2 separate regions of the Mus musculus genome follow, and region 2 is linked to region 1. Evidence: chromatin contacts called from public targeted proximity ligation data. All regions are on one chromosome and are shown on one strand. The core of a region is the stretch at or near the end of the contact, and the rest is flanking DNA. Distances in the headings are between cores, read along the strand shown. Region 1 overlaps Sgms1 (sphingomyelin synthase 1). Region 2 overlaps Atad1 (ATPase family, AAA domain containing 1).

Region 1 (7,204 bases), core at 3,310-5,809:
CTGACCCAAGCCCTTGGAAACTCAACTCTACTTATCTCTCTTCTGCCAAGCTATTGGCTGCAGGCATCTTTATTGACCAATCAGAATTAACTTGGTAGCAGGGTCCCAGGAGCTATGTACAAACTCCAGGTTTTGGGGGCCGCACTTAGCATTACAATAGACAGTTAAAGACAAAAAACCTCAACACCCACCTCTACTGCTTACTGAGTCACACTTTCTGAGCCCCAGAAATTTGCCTTTTTCTTTAGCACTTTGCATTTTAAATAAGCTGCAGAAGCTAGCGCACCAGGGCCCTGTATGCAGTGAATCATTGCTGTTTTGAACAGGGTCTATTTGAGGAGGCTCACAGGTCTTTTACTCTCACCCATACGTAAAGTTGTCATCTGAAGACTGCCTGTCAGGAAAAAGTGCCAGTATTGACTTTGTAAACCTTGAATACTGCTAGTGTCCTTTCCAAACCAAATACAGATGATCAACAAGGAAACCTTTCCTCAGACGGTTGAGTCCACTGGCCTTCAGAACAGTAGCCCTCTGAGAACTGACTCAGGTAGAAAGGAAGTGAGAATCTGATCTCTTCTCTCCAGCTGAGTGGAATTCTCTGGAAAGTCCTAGAAATAGGTTGGTGGATCCCTTTGCCTTCCCCAGGGCATTTATAGCTTTCCCTAGCTGCCCAGGGCACAAGGAGTGGACTTAATTTAAACAGGACGGGACCAGTTATAGCGTTCTTGGGATTCCTGGTGACACAGGTAAGTCTCCATTGAGTTCTAGGCCATCCTGGTCTAGATCATACTGTGTCAAGCCAACTAGAACTATATAGTGAGATGCTGTCTCTATAGTAACAAAAAAGAAGCAATCCCAACACTAGCATTTTGTGTGTGTGAGTCCAGGTTTGGTGTTATGAGCTCATGAGATCACCTCAGAGAAGGTGGGAAAGTCAAGGTGTGGAGAAACCGTTTCACAACAGGTTTGGTCTGGGACTGGACTCTGAAGAAACTTACAGGGTTTATCTTCCATCCATGGTAGAGCTCACTCTGCTGCTGCTGCTGCTGCTGCTGCTGCTGCTGCTGCTGCTGCTGCTTCTTCTTCTTCTTCTTCTTCTTCTTCTTCTTCTTCTTCTTCTTCTTCTTCTTCTTCTTCTTCTTCTTCTTCTTCTTCCTTCTTCTTCTTCTTCTTCTTCTTCTTCTTCTTCTTCTTCTTCTCCTTCTCCTTCTCCTTCTCCTTCTCCTTCTCCTTCTCCTTCTCCTTCTCCTTCTCCTTCTCCTTCTCCTTCTCCTTCTCCTTCTCCTTCTCCTTCTCCTTCTCCTTCTCCTTCTCCTTCTCCTTCTCCTTCTCCTTCTCCTTCTCCTTCTCCTTCTCCTTCTCCTTCTCCTTCTCCTTCTCCTTCTTCTTCTTCTTCTTCTTCTTCTTTTTGGTTTTTCGAGACAGGGTTTCTCTGTGTAGCCCTGGCTGTCCTGGAACTCACTTTGTAGACCAGGCTGGCCTTGAACTCAGAAATCCGCCTGCCTCTGCCTCCCGAGTGCTGGGATTAAACCACCATGCCCGGCTTCTTCTTCTTCTTCTTCCTCTTCCTCTTCCTCTTCCTCTTCCTCTTCTTTCTTTCTCTTTCTTTCTTTCTTTCTTTCTTTCTTTCTTTCTTTCTTTCTTTCTTTCTTTCTTTCTTTTTTAGTTTTTCAAGACAGGATTTCTCTGTGTAGCCCTGGCTGTCCTGGAACTCACTCTGTAGACCAGGCTGGCCTCGAACTCAGAAATCCGCCTGCCTCTGTGGTACCCACCTTATAATGCATGCCTGGATGGACACTGTTCTTGGCACATCCTTGGTACGTCACATTAGGAACAGAGTCTAAATGGGATAGGCTGCCATTCCTACCTCGAGTGTCTGGACATTTGTAGTGGTCAGCATGCTCACAGAGTATATATTATCAGTGTAGAATGGTGTATGTTCCTCAGTCTCTGAGAGAGCCCTGACCAATGAATGGTTCCTCATCCCAAATCTTGGCTTTGTCTGTGTCTAGTCCAATGCTTCATCATAGCATGTACTGAAAAAGTTGCTCATTGGATACAGGCAGTGTGGGCTTAATTATGCTCAGGAAGGGTTAGGGTTAGGGTTAGGATTAGGGTTAGGGTTAGGGTTAGGGTTAGGGGTGGTGTCATCCATTTTGGGTTCTCTATTAGACTTAAACTTCCTGGTGTTGAAATGTGGGCAAGAGTTCTGACCCAGAGAATCATCCTGAGCTGTTTCAGTCCCGCTTAAAAAACACTTTTATAAAAACTGTAGCCTATTCTTACATTGACATGCCAATTCTATAAAAATAAACAGGCTGTGTGCTAAGTAGATTAGGTCTTAGCATCACAAAAGGAGATAGGGACCTGAGAATCACAGAGATGTGTCCTCAATACAACCCCAAGTCATTACCTTAGCAAGTGGGAGAGTTTGGAAACGGAAACAGCTTCTTAACTCTGAAGCTTGGCTTTCAGAGAAAAGGTCATTTGCCCATCATCAGAAAGCTATAGAAAGGGTTTGATCTGAAAATTAACTAAGGCAAGCAGAGGATCCCGGGACACTGGGTGACTAATACTAGTCATTCCGTTACAAATGTGAATTGAAATACAGTCCCAGAAGAATGTGTTTTGGGCATGATACTGCATGGCCTGTAATGCCAGCACTTGGGGAGGCAGAGACAGGAGGACTGGGGCTCAGGCTCATTCTTGTCTACATAGCAAACAGGCTTGCCTGGGTTCCATGAGATCCTGCCTCAAACAACAACCACAACACAATGGACAAGATGTCATGCTATGTCAAAGAATAGAGTTGCTACACTAAGCAATATAGCTTGTTAACTAGAGATGACCAACTGCTTAACAGATTTCAAGAATTTGGAAACCAACTACAAATTTAGCTCTCAGTAAAAGCATCAGGATGACTTGGAAAATTCAGCCAAAGTTGGTTGAGCAAAATGTAAGTGCTGAAAGACTCAGAAAGTTTTTTGTTTGTTTGTTTTTGTTTTTTTTTTCTTTCCCCTAAAAGGCCTCTTGTGTCCAAATGAGAAACAATTTGTGGATCCTTTGTCTCCAGTGAGCCTATTTCTAAGGGTTATTTCTATGGAAAGGATTAGCTCTGAAGATGAACAGTGAACATGGGATGTGACCCAGACAGCTTCTAGTATATGCTCCAATTTGTTTATATAATAGACTGTTGTATATTTGTGTCAACGATGCTGAACAAGCATGGCACAAAATGTTTGATAAACAGACTTCAATGAGCATATGAGAACATTGCAGTCAAGTAGTGATGGGGACACGGGGCTTAAAGACATCTGTCATAGTACTCACTGGATTATCTTCAGTGGAGTTCCATGTTGGGGTTTCCCTTCTTGGTCTTTATTAATTATAGAGCTATCCATGAGCATACTTTCTGTTATTAAAGCAGTTTGAAATAGTAAGCAAAACTATATTCAAATGTATGGGTAACTTGGCAACTTTTCCCCCAAAAGAATGTGATGAGTCTAGTCCTTTTAATTCAAAATAATGAAATAGCCAGTCATCTTAAGTCCAAACATTAGTGGTTCCAGAGAGCTATTTGCCCCTCCCATCCCAGTCTGAACAGAGGAAATGAGTGAGTGATTAGGAATGAGTAAGAGCCGGAGGACTTGGGCCAGCTCATCTGTGGAAAGGAAGAAGGAATATTAATATAGTCCAAGACAGTGTAGAAACCACACCAACACAGCAGCATTAAGTGTTTGCCCAGGAAATTTGAGACTGAGAGGCCTTTCGTCCACTTGTGGGTGTGTTGCCGGAACACCCAGTATGCTTAGGCTTGCCTAACTACCTTATCCTAGAAGAGGTGGATTCAGGCGTGAGAAACAGCTTTTCTAGTCTAAGAGCTGATTCATGAAGCCGTAACGCTGGCTTAGTGAATTGTTTCATTAATTGTCTTTTGAGCCAGGGGCTGCTAGTGAATACCTTTATTCCTAGCACTTGAGAGACAGAGGCAAAGGCAGGGCAATGTCTGTAAGTTGAAGGCCTGGCTGGTCTACATAGTGAGTTGAGAGAAGTGGGGGCAGAGTGGGGAGAGGGAAAGAGGGAGAGAGACTGATTTTGAATTTATGCTTTCTACAAGTCTGCCTCTCACCTGTAAGTCTAGGGTCATCTGTTTATAGAATGATTCTAGCTGGACTTCTGTGAGTGCGGCATCCTGGAAAGTACAAGAGTTTCTGAACCCATGTAAGGCTCGCTCCCTATCTCAGAATATACTGTGATGTGGGTGGGGCTATGCATAATAATGACGGCTGTCTGTCTAATATGTCATCAGCAACTTGTCATGCTAAGATGGACTAGGATTCTGTTTTTGTTTCTAAAGTCTCAGATAATCAAGTCAGCAAGAAACATAAGAATGTTAGGGACTTAGCCTCCTAGTTTTCCAAGTGAATATGTATCCCTGTCTAAAGATTTCCTCCTTCTAAAGTTTTATTAATAAAACAATGAGTGTACAGGATTTCCAGCCCACTTCCTCTTAGAAAGAACAGGGCGGGGCAGCCTGTATCCCAGCTGGGACAGGAAGGGCCCCTGCTCCCACGTCTGGCCTTGGCTCTCTGCCCTTACAAGCTGGAGGGAGGGCTTCTGGGCGAGCAGATGTAGCCTCAAGTCAGTATGGTTCTTTGCCTACTCTTTGGACTGGGCCGACGGGCCAGGGAGAGACACGGGTTTAGTCTGGGAGTTGACACCTGTAGGTTCACCTCTCTTTGGCTGCTGTGATTTTGTTGGGGCTGTGACATAAAAATGACTCTTTAAAGTCTGGAGGTATAACTCTGAAATAAGACTGACTATCTTAGATTCCATTTTTGAATCACAAGCTCGGAGATCAGATAACTATAAAGATGTTGAAAGCAGATATTTTCAACAGGGAGCGGGGAAGATATTGTTCCCTAGGGAAGAGCACACCAATTGGTTATCCAATACCAAATCGTCAATCCTGAAAACATACAAACAAGTAACATTGTACAGACTGAGCAGGCTGTACTTGTATATCTAGGAATATATGTTTATATACATATATGTATATAATAATAGTTAAAGGAAAAAGAGGCTATGAATTTGAATGCAAGGAGGAGGGGCATATGGGGGTATTGGACAGAGGCAGGGAGGGGAGAAATGAAATAATTTTCCAAATAAAAGAAGGAATTAAAACAAATTGTTTGGGCTTTTGATTGGGAATGGACTAGAACCAATGAAACAACAAAACTCCTTGTAATGCAAGAAGGATGATCTATGTGGCCGGTGTTTAGCAACTGTGAAAAATTCATTTAATGTGTGATGTTGGGATGGGTGAAGACAAAGCATCCTTTGTTGACATTGGTGATAGCATTGGTGATGCAGCTCAAGCAAAGCTGGGCTCTGAGCTGTAGGCTTGCCCATCCCGAGCTCACTGTGAAACTGCAGGCTCTTCCTGTGCTGCAGGCTCTTCTTCATGTCCCAAAGCTCAGTTAAGTCCCCAGTGACCTGATATGTAAGGCGACTGAGTACAGGCTTTTAGCTAGGGCTGAGAAGGAAGCTGTGTTGAGTTCAGCAGGAACAAGGAAATCGCCCCCCCCCCCTTTATCTGATGAGACCCATCACATGGAAGGACTTAAAAGAAAGCAACAGCAGCTAGATAGTGATGTTGCTTAGCTCATAGAATCCTTGCTTGGCATGGATGTGACCCTGGGTTAGATCCTCAGCAGCCCATGAAACCAAGTGTGGGCATGAGTGCCTTCCTGTCAGCAACTGGGACGAGGAGGCTGGAGGATGAGAAGTTGAAGTAAGGATGGGGCCAGCTTTGTGATACAAGAGATCATTCATCAAAACCAGACAAACAACTAAGAAGATAAAATGTTCTAACCACCCTTACCCCATGATCCCAGTAGAACAAGGCCGAACACACCACTTAGAAGGTAATCCAAAACAAGGTATTAAGAGCTGTTACAGTAAGGTTTATGTAATAGATGAAATGTGAGCAACATCCTTTCTGGTTTCTGACTGATGGCAATTCTTAGATTATAGACTCTCATTTTATTGCCAGGCTGAACCTTTGAAACGAAAATTTGTCTAACAGGTTCCTTCTGCAGATGTGGGAATCGAGGTCCCTTGGGAGGGTGACAGACCTTTGCACTGACACATCACTATCCACAGAGCCCAGGCTTCTAGATGGTTTAAGCCTCTGTACAAAGCTTGAGAGACCAGATTTTATAGGTGCGAAGTTTTCAGGTCACTGTCTAAAGTCACAACAGCAAAGGGATGTAAATGACATCTTGCCAGGGCCCAGCAAGTGTCCTTAACCTAGTGTGAGACCCTTAGCAAACATTTGCCCACTGCCTAAGAATAGCCAAGGCACAGTTCAAAGGACCAGCCACTTCCTCCCACTGACATTGACACTGGTTGTTTTCAGTGGAGAGAACCGTGGATGTTTTCAGCACTGTCCCTGTGCCACAGTGAGCTGGAGATCTCAGAGTTGCTGAGGCTACCGAAGTGAATGAGACTGGCTTATGTGACATCATTTTGTCAGCCTTGTTTCTTTTTCCTACATGGCCATATCTGTATATTTGATACTTTAATGAACATTCTTTAGTATTATATCTTAATTATTTTTGTGTGAAAATATTAATGTTTAATATGTGCACAGTGTTCTATATGGTTCCTCCTAAATTCTTAGACTAAAATTATGGAATTTTGAATTTTTATAATAGAAGTAGATCAAATAGTCTGAAGATTCATAAGGCTCTGGATGTACAGTGACAGCCTTCTTCCCGGCACAGGCCTTATCCATCTTATTTTATTCCCATTGAGCATTTCTCACAGTGCTGACTTAGTGGGAAATACATCGTGTTGGTTCTGGTTCCATTTCTGTTCAAGCTTACTGTATTCATTCTGGATTTATGCATGTCTCATCAGTGTTCGAGTAGATGAAGATAATGACTCAGATGCTCTCTTGTCATCTTAGGTCCAAGAAATGTAGCTCTAGAGAAAGATGGCTCTGCCTCGCCTAAGATTGAAACTGGGACTTTGGCCAGATACAGAGGCAACCATAAACCAAAACTCCTTAGCACACTGAAGCTTTACAAAGAGCTCAAACTGCTCTACAATGTAGCTGTAATGGACTCATTTCCTAGTAGGAATGTGGTCTTGGTCTTTGTACAGTCTTGGAAAATGGTTTCTGAGTCTTCACCTCTCA
Region 2 (7,204 bases), core at 2,038-4,537, 370 kb before region 1:
CAGCCTCTGCCTTCTTCCCAGCCTTACTGTACTCGTGTCCTGTGTCTCACAGAGTCTGTACTTAGGACTTCCCTCCTGCTTTCTGTACCTAAATTCAAGATTGTTGTGCGGATAGTCGTTCTTTCCTTTGTTGCCTTTTTATCAAATACAAATAACTAAATTCCTGTTTTTAAAAAAGTACTTGTTTATTATTATTACTATTATTATTATTATATGTATAAGCACTCTGGCTGTATGTACACCTACATGCAAGAAGAGGGCATCATATCTATTTACAGATAGTCAGGGCCTACTATGTGGTTGCTGGGAATTGAACTCAGGATCTTTGGAAGAGCAGCCAGTGCTCTTAACCACTGAGCCATCTCACCAGCTCCACCCAATTTCTCTTCATTTAGCATTTCTATTTAAAAGGATGACACTGATTTGAAGGTCATAGTTGCACAGTTGAATGATGAATGTGTTGTTGAAATGAAGAAAACTTAAAACATTCCTAGAATTAGTGGAAATAAAATTAGCATTCCAAAACCTATGGGATCCAAGGAAACAGTCCAAAGAAGGAAGCTTACCATTCTATGTTCCTGCATTAAAATTTAGATCTCAAATAACCTGATGATGCCTTTTAGGACATTGGAAAGTAAGAAAGAAAAAAAAATGCCCAGAGCAGTGGACCATGTGAAATAGCTAAAATCAGGACAGAGATTAATGAAATAGAAAGAAACAAACAAAAATTACAAAGAATCAGTGAAACAAACAGTTCTTTCTTTGAAAAGATTGATAAGCCTTTAGTCCAGTTAGTAGAAAGAGAAGACCTTGGGCTGGTGAGATGGCTCAATGGGTAAGAGCATCCGACTGCTCTTCTGAAGGTCCAGAGTTCAAATCCCAGCAACCACATGGTGGCTCACAACCATCCGTAACGAGATCTGACTCCCTCTTCTGGAGTGTCTGAAGACAGCTACAGTGTACTTACATATACTTTACTTAAATAAATAAATCTTAAAAAAAAAAAAGAAAGAAAGAGAAGACCTGACTGATTAAAGTCAGAGATGGGAAGGGAGGCACTGTCACAGCACTGAGGGAGTTCAGAAACCGTGCCGGCAGTAGGTTTAAAACTGTGCTAAACTAGGCAATGTATAGAAGTAGATAACTGTTTACATGACTTACTAAATTTAAACCAAGACGGAGAAGTCGTTTAAACCTCTCTATAGCAAGCAATGAACATGAAACGGTATTAAAAATCTCCCAGAAGGAGCTGGAGACGGTTCAGTGAATTAGACTACTTGCTCTTGCATCCACATGATGGCTCACATCCGTTCTACTCTAGTTCCAAGGATCTGATGCCTTCTTCTGACCTCCGTGGTCATCAGGCATACACACTGAACATATATCTATACAGGCAAAACATTTATACATGTAAAATTAAATAAATATAAAAATGTTTAAATCTCCCAATTAAAAAAACGCAGGGCCAGGTAGATTCAGCACAGAATTTTAGACCTTCAAAGAACATCTTAAGCCAAAATTTTTCAAATCATTCTTTAAGAATTTTATAATGTCTCCTTTTAAAATTTGTTTGTTTGAAAAAGGTAGGTACTTTGTGTAGCCTCAGCTGTTGGCTGGCCTGGTACTTAATAGGTAGCCCAGGCTAGCCTTCAATCCCTCCTGATGTGCCTCCTGAGTGCTGCTGGGGTGATAGAATAACAGGCATGTGTCACGGAACCCAACTTATTTTTATCTTTTTTCCCTGTATAGAATTACTATTCTTAAAACAAAATATTCCATAATTAGAAATTGAGTAATAAAGGTGGCATCCATTCCTTAGGAGTGAAGAAAATTATCGTGGCAAATGGGTATATGGGGAGAACCTAGGGGTGGACGTCTGCTGTCTCTTCATATCCTGCTTCTATGACTTGTCTACCCTTGCCCAGCCTTCAGACTATTAATAGAGTATGAAAATTGTGCTGCTTACTTGCAGGATTAAATGAAAATTATATGTATAAGCTGCTTAGCATTGGAAATGAGACCTTAGATTGTGGATAGTAAACATGAATACATTGATTTTCTTGTTTATTTTTTCCTTGTTGTACATTGGTGTGTTTTAAGTTTCCCCAAGCCCTGTAAGCTTAGATGGAAGGACAAAACCAAGTGCTAAATTGAATTAGTATTCAGGTACCATTGTGCTAGAAAGGAATTTTAAGTGTAAAGACATGTGCACATGTTTCAGATGTAATGACAAATAATGAAAAAAAATTTTTTTTAATTATAGTTTTATGGTACTAATAGCTAGCCATTTCTCTTTACTTGGGTGTTACAACATTCTGAACATTAATTCTCAGATGGATATTTTGTAAGTATTTTGCTTAATTTTGTATATTCATTATAAACATATTTCATGTTTATTTAAGGTGGATAGACACGTAGATCTTCTAGAAGTTGCCCAGGAAACTGATGGATTTTCAGGAAGTGACCTAAAAGAAATGTGTCGGGATGCCGCCCTCCTCTGTGTCAGGGAATATGTCAATTCTACATCAGAAGAGAGGTAACTGTGTAGACTCAATTTCTGGTATCTGTCAAACACTTTTGATGAGGTGATTATTGTTGTTTTGCTTTATACTAGATTACTTACAGAAAAAGACAATTGAATTAGCAACTTGTGCCTTTATTATTTATTGGCATTTTCCTGTATGTGTTTGTGTATGTATATGGATATATGCTCATCTGTGTGCATGCAGGCTGATGTTGAGTGCCTTACCACCTTAGCTTTTGAAATGATGGGGTCTTACTGACCCAGAGGTCTCTAGTTATACTAGATTGGCTGTTCAGCGAGATCTAGGGACCCTTCTGTCACAGCCTTCACACTCCTGGGATAACAGGCACACTCCACCTTTTTTTTTTAAATGTGAGATGATACTCAAGTCCTCATGGTGGCCTAGCAAGTGCTTTACCTCTTGAGCTACTCCCCAGCCCTTGTTGCCGTCTTCCTAAAGAAGTCTCTAAATGGAAAAACTGCTGTGGGGATGTTCTAGAATTAAGGGGCAAAATGCTGAGTTTTATTTGATAAGCAATGGGGTGAGTCACAAAAACCCAGGCTTGCCCTCTTTGTTAGGAAAACGGGGTTCTCTAGAATCTATAGATTGTTTCTGTACCTTAAAATTCCTTTCTGTGTAGAAATGAGTATGTATCTTTCAGAAACTTCATACATAACAAAAGTGTGTGGAGCAGTGTGGACAGGGCTGCTACTTAACAGTAATGCAGTTACTAACATGTAACATGACTCGCATGTCAGTCACTTTCACTTGGAACCACTTTGTAAATGTGGTGAGTTTGGGAAATCAACTTTGTCATCCTTATTTCAGCAAAAGTAAGTTAGCCCTGAATTAACTCCTTTGAGAAAGATTCTGAAAAGGCCTTTCTCCCGAAGCTGCACCATACCACACCTTGTATCTTTTTAGAGTGTCAGCTCTCTGATAAAGAATTTTTTTAGTAAACCAGTATACCTTTGAGGTCATGTTAAAGGAGTTTGCCAACTCTTCTCTTGCTCTGAAGTTTTCATACCATGTAACCCTGACTTGCCAACCTGTTATATCGATGCATTTAATTATAGTGAGTGCCATAGTAAGCTTCTGTTAAAACTCATTCACTTTTGTACGAGGTCCCTGCCAGACAGTAGCACCATACTGCTTCCTCCTGCCCCATGTGAGAGATGCATCCCATGTGTGTACTGCCCATGTATAATTCCAGCTATTTCAGCATGTTAACATCATCAGAAATCTACCTTCCAAAGGTCTTTCTTCTCGCAGAAAAAAATAAAAGAAACAAATAGCATATAAACTGTACTTAATTAATTACATTAATAATGAAAGAAAAACCTTGGAAAGCTCTGAAAATTTCAGTGGGAAAATCCGGTCATTAGACTTGAATCATCCTGTTTTCCTCGAAACATTTTTTCCCCAAGTGTCTGTAAACTGTCAAGTAGCAGAATATACCAGGGGTTTGCTGTTGTTGTCTTGTTTTGTTTTTGGTAAAGTGAAGGGGATTTGAATTATTTGTTTTTTTCAAATTGAGTGTTAAGTTCTACTTCTATCTTATAAAAGGCTACTCACGCACATAAATGTCTGTATATGTCTAGGAATGCTAGATTTTGGTTCTCTATTCACAAGAGTAACTTGATTTCCTGATTAGAATTATGCATCCGTTTGAATAGCTTTCTTTAATGAAAATGTGCTGCTCTTACATTCTTGGTGTGAAGTGACTTATACAGCCATTTTGCTTTGCTACCTCCTACTCCTTGGTGCTTTTAAAAGCTGTCTTTCAAGGGGCTGGCTCAGTGCACTGGCTCACCCACACTGTGGTTCAATATTGTCTGTAACTCCAGGTCCAGGGAACCTGCTGCCCTCTTATGCCCAGGCTCTAGACACACACACAGTGTACATATGGACATGTGGACAGACGCTCATACACATAAAGTAAAATAAAAATAAATCTTAAGCCGGGCGTTGGTGGCACACACCTTTAATCCCAGCACTTGGGGGTTAGAGGCAGGCGGATTTCTGAGTTCGAGGCCGGCCTGGTCTACAGAGTGAGTTCCAGGACAGCCAGGGCTACACAGAGAAACCCTGTCTCGAAAATCAATCAATCAATCAATCAATCAATCAATCAATCTTAAAACAGCGTCTTTCATACACTCATAGAGACACCACCTAGAATGGGTTCATTGCGTTGCCATTCTCTTTGGGCTCTTGAAGGAGGAAGAAACTGTTGTTACTCTCTTGTGTAATTAAAAACAAAATCATTTTTCAACACATGCATCTTTTGAATCTTGGTAAAATATTTTAGGTAGGTATACTCTATAAAGAGATTTGGCAATTTGATTGTTTTGTTTGCATTTTAGTCACGATGAAGATGAAATCCGGCCTGTGCAACAGCAGGACCTGCATCGGGCAATTGAAAAGATGAAGAAGTCAAAGGATGCAGCCTTTCAGAATGTTCTAACTCACGTTTGTTTAGATTAGGAGTTGAGGATCATTTGTGCTGTCCAGTGCTCCCGTCTGCACAGCAGTGAGGGAAATCCAGGCTTGGGTCATATTCTCAGATCTTTGCTCTGTTATATAAACGGTGTTATTGCTTGTCAGAAATCATGCGGAGGAAACTGAGTGCAGCCTGAGTGTGGGTGCTTGTCTGACCTTTTTAGCCATATGCTGTTATAGCCTTATAGAGTCTAAGCTGGTCTTAATGGAGTAAATGATTTGTCATTAGTGAGGAATGGGGTGTGGTTAGGTGCTGGTTTCTAGACACGTGAGTATGAATGTGAGTGTGTGTGTATGAGTGTATATCAAATGTATATATCCACTTTTTTTAAATATTCTGTAGATAGGTTTGAATTCAGAAGCTTTTTTCCCCCCAACTACTGAATCCAAAAGCACCAGATAGTCTGTAGCAAAACTGGGATTTAAGGCAGGATTTGACAGGTCCAGGGAGATTCAGCCATTCCTAGGTGTCACTAGGTGTTTGGGCAGTTTTTTTAAGTTGAACATTTTTCTCTGCGGTTGGTTGAATCAACTACATCTGAATATGCACGTGTCTCAAGTATAGTGGTTGTCAGGAGAATCAGATGACAAACACAGTTTGCTCAGTGATCAGCAGGGATTATTCCACCTCATCCTGCTGTGACACCGAGTAGACTTTTTGAAGTTTTACACTGAATTACATTAAGAAGGATTAAAAACCTTTCAAAAGAATGGGTTTAAGAAACCTCAGTCCTCTTTAATACGTGTACATAATTCTCAGTGTAACAGGTCTGTAACTGTATTAATGTTGTTTGAAAGTTATATGTTCTTTAATTATGTTCAAATTTCATTTGGTCACCCAAACAAAATGATAGTTTATATAAATAGTCACTACTAAATGTGCTAAAAAATACTCACTTTGTAACTTAAATTTAAAATTTTTCTCATTTATAAATGTGTTCAAATAATACACATCAAAATTCTTGTGTTGTATCTGTAGTCACTTGATGCTATGTGAACCACATATAAAACTCTTCTTTTTTCAAACCTCCAGTAGCCAGACTTCTGATTCAGGCACCTTGACATGTGACAGAACTAGAGTACAGTGCCACAGCACAGTCCTAAGGTGCCTCTGAGTCACCAGAGAGATTAAACGACGACGGGTTTTATTATTTGTTTTATTTCTTTGAAAACTAAATTTTCCTATGTTTACTGAGTTAATTTCTCTAGTAATGTGTCTCACAAGAACCTTCTAGACACTTTCTTCCTCCATTTGTGTTTTGGGGTTATAGATTGCGGGAGACTACTTAGGATAACAAAAAGCAAGCTGGGCAAGATTGTAAAGATGATGGGAAATGAATGCTAATACAAGACGCCAAGAAACATATCCTGTTTTTATAATTTACAATAAAAGTCCTTTCCTTTTGATTCTTTTTTCCCCACTTAGTTCTTGATTGTTTTCAGTTGCTTGGATTGCGGATTTTGTTGTTTATAAGATTTGTGTTTGGGCAGTTTTTATATTGCAGTTGACATTTCACATTTTTATAGCAGACATTTTAATATTGATTTATTCTGTTTAAATATGAGTTTTAGTAATTTAATTTTAATGTAATGGCATGTTCAGAAATGATTGATGTGTATATTTCTTTGTGTCTTTTTCATCTTCTATTAAATTCAATAGAATTTATCCAATTACAGCACTGAATTTTTATGGTTCTAACCAGATGAAGAGAAATACACTAATCCCAACAACCATGACTCCTGTAGGCATATTAAGCCATCAAGTCAGAGAAACTATTTCCATATAACTTAGGCAGCTTTTGAGTGTTTGTAATTTCCATTCTGCTTGAGAGAGGCATTTCACATATGTGGTTGGCTGTTAGGTTTTAAAGCGTTTGCTTTGGGTTGTACAGATTGAATCAGGCTTATTTGCTGCTTCGTTTCTGTTCTGATCTATGAGGCAACTGTGGCACCTACTTTTAAGGAGTTGGGACAGTGCGATAGCATGGAGGCACTCAGTAGTGTGCCTTGCAATCACTGCACAAATGTTAGCTATTACGCTACTGACGGCATTCTCTATACTGTATGTAACATGTGTATCTTGTCAGCCCAACTGTGTCTCAGTCTCTAAGCCATTTCTGTCATCTCTAGGCCTACACTCTAGGGACTAAGATGAAAAAGCCATGCGATGGTTCTCTGAC

Evidence for each region.
Region 2: a contact with region 1 is called in a targeted proximity ligation map of the NIH/3T3 cell line, with 5 read pairs. A contact is called at or near these places in 2 of 130 datasets of targeted methods (the NIH/3T3 cell line and embryonic fibroblasts).

Annotation. Positions count from the first base shown.
Region 1 is chr19:32,301,571-32,308,774 of GRCm38.p6, reverse strand. All of the region lies in intron 2 of Sgms1 (sphingomyelin synthase 1), which reads left to right. Among named protein-coding and RNA genes, the nearest start is that of Sgms1, 83 kb to the left of the region's middle.
Region 2 is chr19:32,672,049-32,679,252 of GRCm38.p6, reverse strand. Atad1 (ATPase family, AAA domain containing 1) reads left to right here. Exons shown (of 10, transcript NM_026487.3): 9 at 2,403-2,536; 10 at 4,889-6,690. The coding sequence ends at 5,009. Among named protein-coding and RNA genes, the nearest start is that of Atad1, 37 kb to the left of the region's middle.